2 separate regions of the Oryctolagus cuniculus genome follow, and region 1 is linked to region 2. A link is a contact called in public Micro-C data. All regions are on one chromosome and are shown on one strand. Each heading gives the region's core, a stretch centred on a gene start, on an enhancer-like site or on the middle of the called end of the contact. The rest is flanking DNA. Distances are from core to core; before and after follow the strand shown. Region 1 holds the start of NCAPG2 (non-SMC condensin II complex subunit G2). Region 2 holds the start of ESYT2 (extended synaptotagmin 2).

The links. A called contact is a pair of places that touch in the nucleus more often than the background predicts.
Region 1: a contact with region 2 is called in a Micro-C map of ear pinna, with 4 times the contacts expected there. The contact joins the promoter of NCAPG2 here to the promoter of ESYT2 in region 2. A contact is called at or near these places in 3 of 6 Hi-C or Micro-C datasets (ear pinna, skin fibroblasts and an unstated tissue).

What each region holds. Positions count from the first base shown.
Region 1 is chr7:9,708,831-9,711,775 of mOryCun1.1, forward strand. NCAPG2 (non-SMC condensin II complex subunit G2) reads left to right here and starts at 1,381. Exons shown (of 29, transcript XM_051857033.2): 1 at 1,381-1,524; 2 at 1,939-2,084.
Region 2 is chr7:9,571,253-9,574,195 of mOryCun1.1, forward strand. ESYT2 (extended synaptotagmin 2) reads left to right here and starts at 1,541. Exons shown (of 24, transcript XM_051857038.2): 1 at 1,541-1,975. The coding sequence starts at 1,646.

The DNA.
Region 1 (2,945 bases), core at 131-2,630, 140 kb after region 2:
ATTCATGGACCCAGGCACCTGAGCTGGCACCCCCTCCATCGTCTCCCGGAGGGTGGCATCACCCGGGCACCTGAGCCGGCACCCCTCCATCCTCTCCCTGTGGGCGGAAGGCACCCGGGCACCTGAGCCGGCACCGCTCCATCCTCTCCCTGTGGGTGGCATCACCTGGGCACCTGAGCCGGCACCCCCTCCATCGTCTCCCTGTGGGTGGCATCACCCGGGCACCTGAGCCGGCACCCCTCCATCTTCTCCCTGTGGGTGGCAGGCACCGGGGCACCTGGGCCGGCACCCCCTCCATCGTCTCCCTGTGGGTGGCAGGCACCCGGGCACCTGAGCTGGCACCCCCTCCATCCTCTCCCTGTGGGCGGCATCACCCGGGCACCTGAGCCGGCACCCCCTCCATCGTCTCCCTGTGGGTGGCATCACCCGGGCACCTGAGCCGGCACCCCTCCATCTTCTCCCTGTGGGCAGCAGGCACCCGGGCACCTGAGCCGGCACCCCCTCCATCGTCTCCCTGTGGGTGGCAGGCACCGGGGCACCTGAGCCGGCACCCCCTCCATCCTCTCCCGGAGGGTGGCATCACCCGGGCGCCTGAGCCGGCATCTGCCGCCTCCCCAGCCTGTGCGCAGGGCGCTGGGTCAGGCAGCGGAGCAGCTGGGACCAGAACCGGGACAAAACAGGCACTAGCATTCGGGACCAGGGACTCCCGCGCCCCACGCAGGCCCTAATGGGGTTATTTCGAGGACGTTTTTCGTGCACCTAGTGATTGAAATGGACAGCTGGTCACCGTCTGAAAGAGAATTCAACCCACTGATAAAGCTTTCATTATAAACCACCGCAAAATGTCTCCGAACGAGGGGAACAAGCACCACAAACGTATCTACATGAGTTTTTTTAAATAAATTCCTAAAAACTGAGAAAGCGAAGGAGTCCAAGTGGCTGCATTAAAAAAAAAAGTCTGGAAATGCAAAAATAATAAATAAATAATAAAATAATAATAAAAATAATAAATAAATAATTAGCTGACAAAAGATTTAAAGTTGGTGAGCGGTCAGCAGGGTTTTGGGCATTAACTGGCCACCGCCAGGGCCCCCTCCCGCGCCAGATAGCGGACCCACGGGGTCAGGACCCACCGCGTAGGGCGGCGCCCACGGCCGCGGCCCTGACGCGCGATTCGCCGTCTTCCGGCTGCTCCACCTCTTGGCCACAGCGTCTTCTGGGCGCTCGCACCGCGCCCCTCGGACGCAGGGCGGCCGGGCTCCACCCGCGCGGTGACGTCAGCGCAGGCGCGCCGCGCGTGCGCGCCTGGAAGCCTGGGCGGGACGGCCCGAGGCTCCGCCCCGGGGGTGGGGCGTGGGAGCGTGGCTCGCGGAGTCGTGCTGCTCTGGGAGCGGATGGGCGGGCGTTCCAGCTATCGCGAGAGCGGCGCTTGATGACGCACGGGAGGGCGGGAGCCGTCGCGGGCGCCGGCGGGTGCGTTTGAATCTGTTCCGAGCGCGGGAAACGGCGGGTCCCGGGGACTTGGTGAGCGCCGAGGTTGCGGAGCGGGATCGGCTTCGAAGTAGGGGCCGCGGGAACAGCTGGGTTCGGGCGGGCGGGCTCCGCCTGGTGGAGTCGGGGTTTGACTTAGCCCGTGGGCCGCCAGCGGCTCTGACGGGAACGGAGGCTGCGGCCAGCGCCCCGGCCAGCGCAGCCGGACTGTGCTGTCCGCCTCGGGGTGGGGCGGGGGGACCCCGAGCCCTGGACTCGGCTGACCCCCGGAGGTCCTGGCCTGAGAGAGGACCTCCCGGCCCTGGTCCCGGAGCGGAGCCCCCCAAGCCCTGGACCCCCTCCTGCGCCAAGTCCTGCGCGGTAGCAGTGCCCGGGGCTGGGTTCGGTGCCTCCGTGAGGAGCGGGTCTGGGGAACTCGACAGCTTTCTGACGCTCGTCTTGACGCAGTTGCAGGCTTGCCCCCCGGAGACGGACAGCCGGGCGATGCGATGAGCGCTCCCCTTGGGAGTTGCACTCGGGCCGCACGGGCCAGGTCTTTTGCCCAGATGGTGCAGGAAACCTAAAGGGACGCCGTGCTGAGGCGTGGACTGAGTGTAAGTTGAACAGTTCGTGGTCAGACGCTGCGGCCGTTACCGCGGGAGTGGGAAGCGGGGCGGTCAGCCCGGCGCCCTGCATCGCGCCTGGGCCTGGAGCGGACGGCAGCGGCCGGGGTTGGGCGGAAGCAGAGCGGGCAGCCTTGCCGCGCCCCGGTGTGTGCGTGGCCGTGCTGGTCAGCGCTCCCCGGGGGGTGGTGACGTGGGGGGTCGCGAGTTTCTGCGTGGACACGAAGATCTAGGGTTCCGGGTTGTGACGACGCCTAGTGCCATCCGTAGCGGTCATTATCCCAGCGCGGGCGATTTTTATTTATTTTTTAAGCGGACGGCCTGTGCTGCACAGGTGCACCCTCATTGGCTGTGGCTTCATCGTTAGGTGCTTGTCTTTCTAGCGGGGTACCTGTTAGCATCAGGTGGCGCACGTGTAAACCGGGGTTCGCTGGGGAAACAGACTGGGAGGAGCGTGCTCACTTAGTTTCCCCTGGGCGCTCATTATCCTGCGGGATGCGAGGACCTGCCAGGGCGGGGCACTAACGAGCTCCCCAGCGACCCCCCCCGCGCTGTTTTCCTTCTCACTTGGAATAACAAGTGACTCTAAGCCCGGGGTTTTGTTGATGGAGGTGAATGATGCCTTAGAAAGGAAGTCTTCAGAATTGGAATCAGCCCGTTCTTTGGTTGAATTGACTCAAATCTGCCTGAACCAGCGGCTTGCTAAGGCACTAAAGAGGGCGAGAAGGTGAGCTTCCTGGGGCCCCGCGGATTTCTTGATGAAAACATGTCATTAACGTTATGTTGGTAATACTTTCAGTAACCAAAATAAGTTGTGCTTTAGATACTATAACTTGTTTTTATGTCAGAATG
Region 2 (2,943 bases), core at 291-2,790:
TGGGTATTCCTGGCCCTGCATGCGACACTGTGCACAGATGTCAGGGACTGAGATCTGAAACGAAGCAGAGAGGACTGGAGTTGGGCAGAAAAGCAGCACTTTTCTCTGAAACTACAAGGGCGGAGACTTCCTCGCTGTGCATTGCAGCGCTCAGAGTAACACCACTTCCTCCCAGAGAGCCGCACCTGTCCTTGGAGTTCTGTCTACACAAAGAACGGACACAGGGGACACGAAGAAGCCGCAGGAGACTTCGGGGCATACATATTGGCAGAGAACCGAGTCCGACTGGACAGGGACGGGCACCGAGTTCGGCGGGGAGTGACAAGGCGGGGGCTGACTACCACGCAATGACTACTCTACCCGCCGGGTCCCTGGGTCAAGTCATGATCGCAGACCATACAGGATCCCTTAGGTGCCTTGTGCCGACACACGGCTTTGTAGGATGCGATTCCACTTCGGAGCGACGGCTGCAAAAGACAAGCTCACGCTCCTCCCTGTGTTAAGGCAGTTATCCAACATGACTGAAACGCGACCTTGGATGAGATGAGACCGTCATTAAGAGCATTGACCTGTTGCGTGGGGAAGGGGGTTGATCGCACTTTAACCACTTCCTTCTCCCGCTGGGTTTCCTGCGCTTGCCTGGCGTGGGTTCCGACTCCCGAGCCACGGAGGCTGTATCACCCGTGATATAATCCACCCACACACAGACGCACACACAATCACGCAGGCACACGTTGAGGGGAGGCACAGACACCCCCGCACTTGTCTTCTTCATTCAGTACCTCCCATGGCCTGGTTTTTAAATTTTTTTTCCCAGTTGCCCCCAAATTTGCTCAGAATTCACGAGATAAGCTCAAGAGCATTCGAACAGGATGTTCCCCGCTAGTGCTGTGTTTGGCTTCAAGAATAATGCAAAACAACTGTAACTGCGCTGATGGAATTTACTGGGAAAATGAAAAAGCGATCAATAGTTGTGTTCCTGTGAGTTAAGAGGAAAGCGAAGGCCCGACCCCAGTGCTGAGTCACAGTCTCCCGTGGCGGGGCGCGGCGCTGGGGTCGCGCATCTCAAAGGGGACCCCCAAGCCCCCCGCGAATTTGAGCCAACATTCCATCATTCTTCATCCTTGCGCCCTATGTACCGCCGCGGGTTTTGCAAATCTTAGCTGAGGGACTGGCAAAACGAAAAGCAATATACAGCACGAACAACACGGTAGCTTCTCGGCCCCGCGCTTCCCCTCAGGGAAGGCTGTCCAGTTTCTGTTTTTATCATCCTCAAAGTACACAGCCCGAGACTGTCAGGCCGCCGGGCGCCGAGGTCCAGCTGCGTGCGAGGGAGCGGCCCGCCACGCCCGCCATGGCCGGGCTGGGAAGGGCACCGCCCCCTCGCGGAGCCCGCCCTTTTCCTTCCGCGTGATGACGGCACACGTCGGCCCCGCCCACTCGCGCGACGCCCCAGGTAGCGGGCGCCTTCCTGCCCGCGGAGCCGCGCCCCGCCCACCGGCGTGATGACGTCACGCCCCGCCCACCCAGCGCCGGGCGGGCGGGCGTGTTCGCGACGGCGCCCGCCGTCCCCCCTCAGAGGGGCGCTGGCGCGGTAGCGGCGCTCCCGCCTCAGCCGGGGAGGGCGGCGCGGCTCGGCTCGGCGATGAGCGGCGCCCAGGACGAGAGCCCGGAGGCCGGGGCTGGCCGGGCCGGCGATCGCCCGGCGGCCGAGCCTCCCGGCGGCGCCCTGAGCGTGGACGTGCCGGGGCTGCTGGCGCAGCTGGCGCGCAGCTTCGCGCTGCTGCTGCCGGTGTACGCGCTCGGCTACCTGGGCTTGAGCTTCAGCTGGGTGCTGCTGGCGCTGGGGCTGCTGGCCTGGTGCCGCCGGAGCCGCGGCCTCAAGGCGAGCCGCCTGTGCCGCGCGCTGGCGCTGCTGGAGGACGAGGAGCGCGCCGTGCGCCTGGGGGTGCGCGCCTGCGACCTGCCGGCCTGGGTGAGTGCCGCGCGGGCCCCGCCCCAGCCCGGCCGGAGCCGGGGCTCCGGACCCGGTGTAGACACCTGCCCGGGCGGAGTCCGCACGGCCCGAGTCCGAGCTGCAGCCTCCCGGAGTCAGGGGCCCGCGCCCCCAGACCCTTGGCCCCCCCAAACTCGGGCCGAGGTACAGGGGAGTGGGGGGCGGAGATCTGCCCCCGGCCGGACCCCTGCCGCTGCTCCTTAGGTCCACGCTTCCGGGATCCCCGCCCCGAGTCGGGGGTCTGCGCCGTGTGGACCCCCGGTCTGAGTCAGCCACCGTCTCCCGCATCGCTGTCAAAGCCTCCCCGCCCACCAGCTCCTGTCCCGGGGTCCCGATCGCTGTCCGACAGCCCCTCCGCCCACCCCGGGGTCCTCCCAGGTCCCCGCCCCAGCCGCTCCCCTCGCTGACCCTGCCCTGCCCCCCCCCCCCCGGAGACCCCCGCTCCCGCAGCAGGTCGCCTGCGGGGCGCGCTGCCTAATTTGGCTGTGCCCCTCTGCGCGGGAGCCGTGACTCGCGCCTCTGGTATGCGCGGAGCCACCCGCGCGGTCGTGCGTGTCCTCTCCCGGCACCGCTGCAGACCCGGGAGTGGTCCGCGTGTCCTTCGCTCACGTGGTGGCAGCTGGCCGGGGGGAGAGGTTGATCTTTTCTTCTGCTCTGAGAAGACACATCCATTTCTTGGTTGTTCCTGACACAATCCAAGAGTAGGAGCGTCCCCCGAAAAATTGGCTCTAGTAGAATAATTGAAATTTTCTTTTTTTCTGGCGTGTACTGTTGTGAGACTGAACATTTTTATATAGGATCAACCTGAATGTGTATATGAAGATACTTTATATGTTTTTTAAAAGTTAGTGGGAAAAATGGAATTTAAAAATGACGTGCTGAATTATGTCACAGGAAGTTTTGGAGCAGCTGCACTAACAAGAGTCATGGTATTGATTGTTTTATTT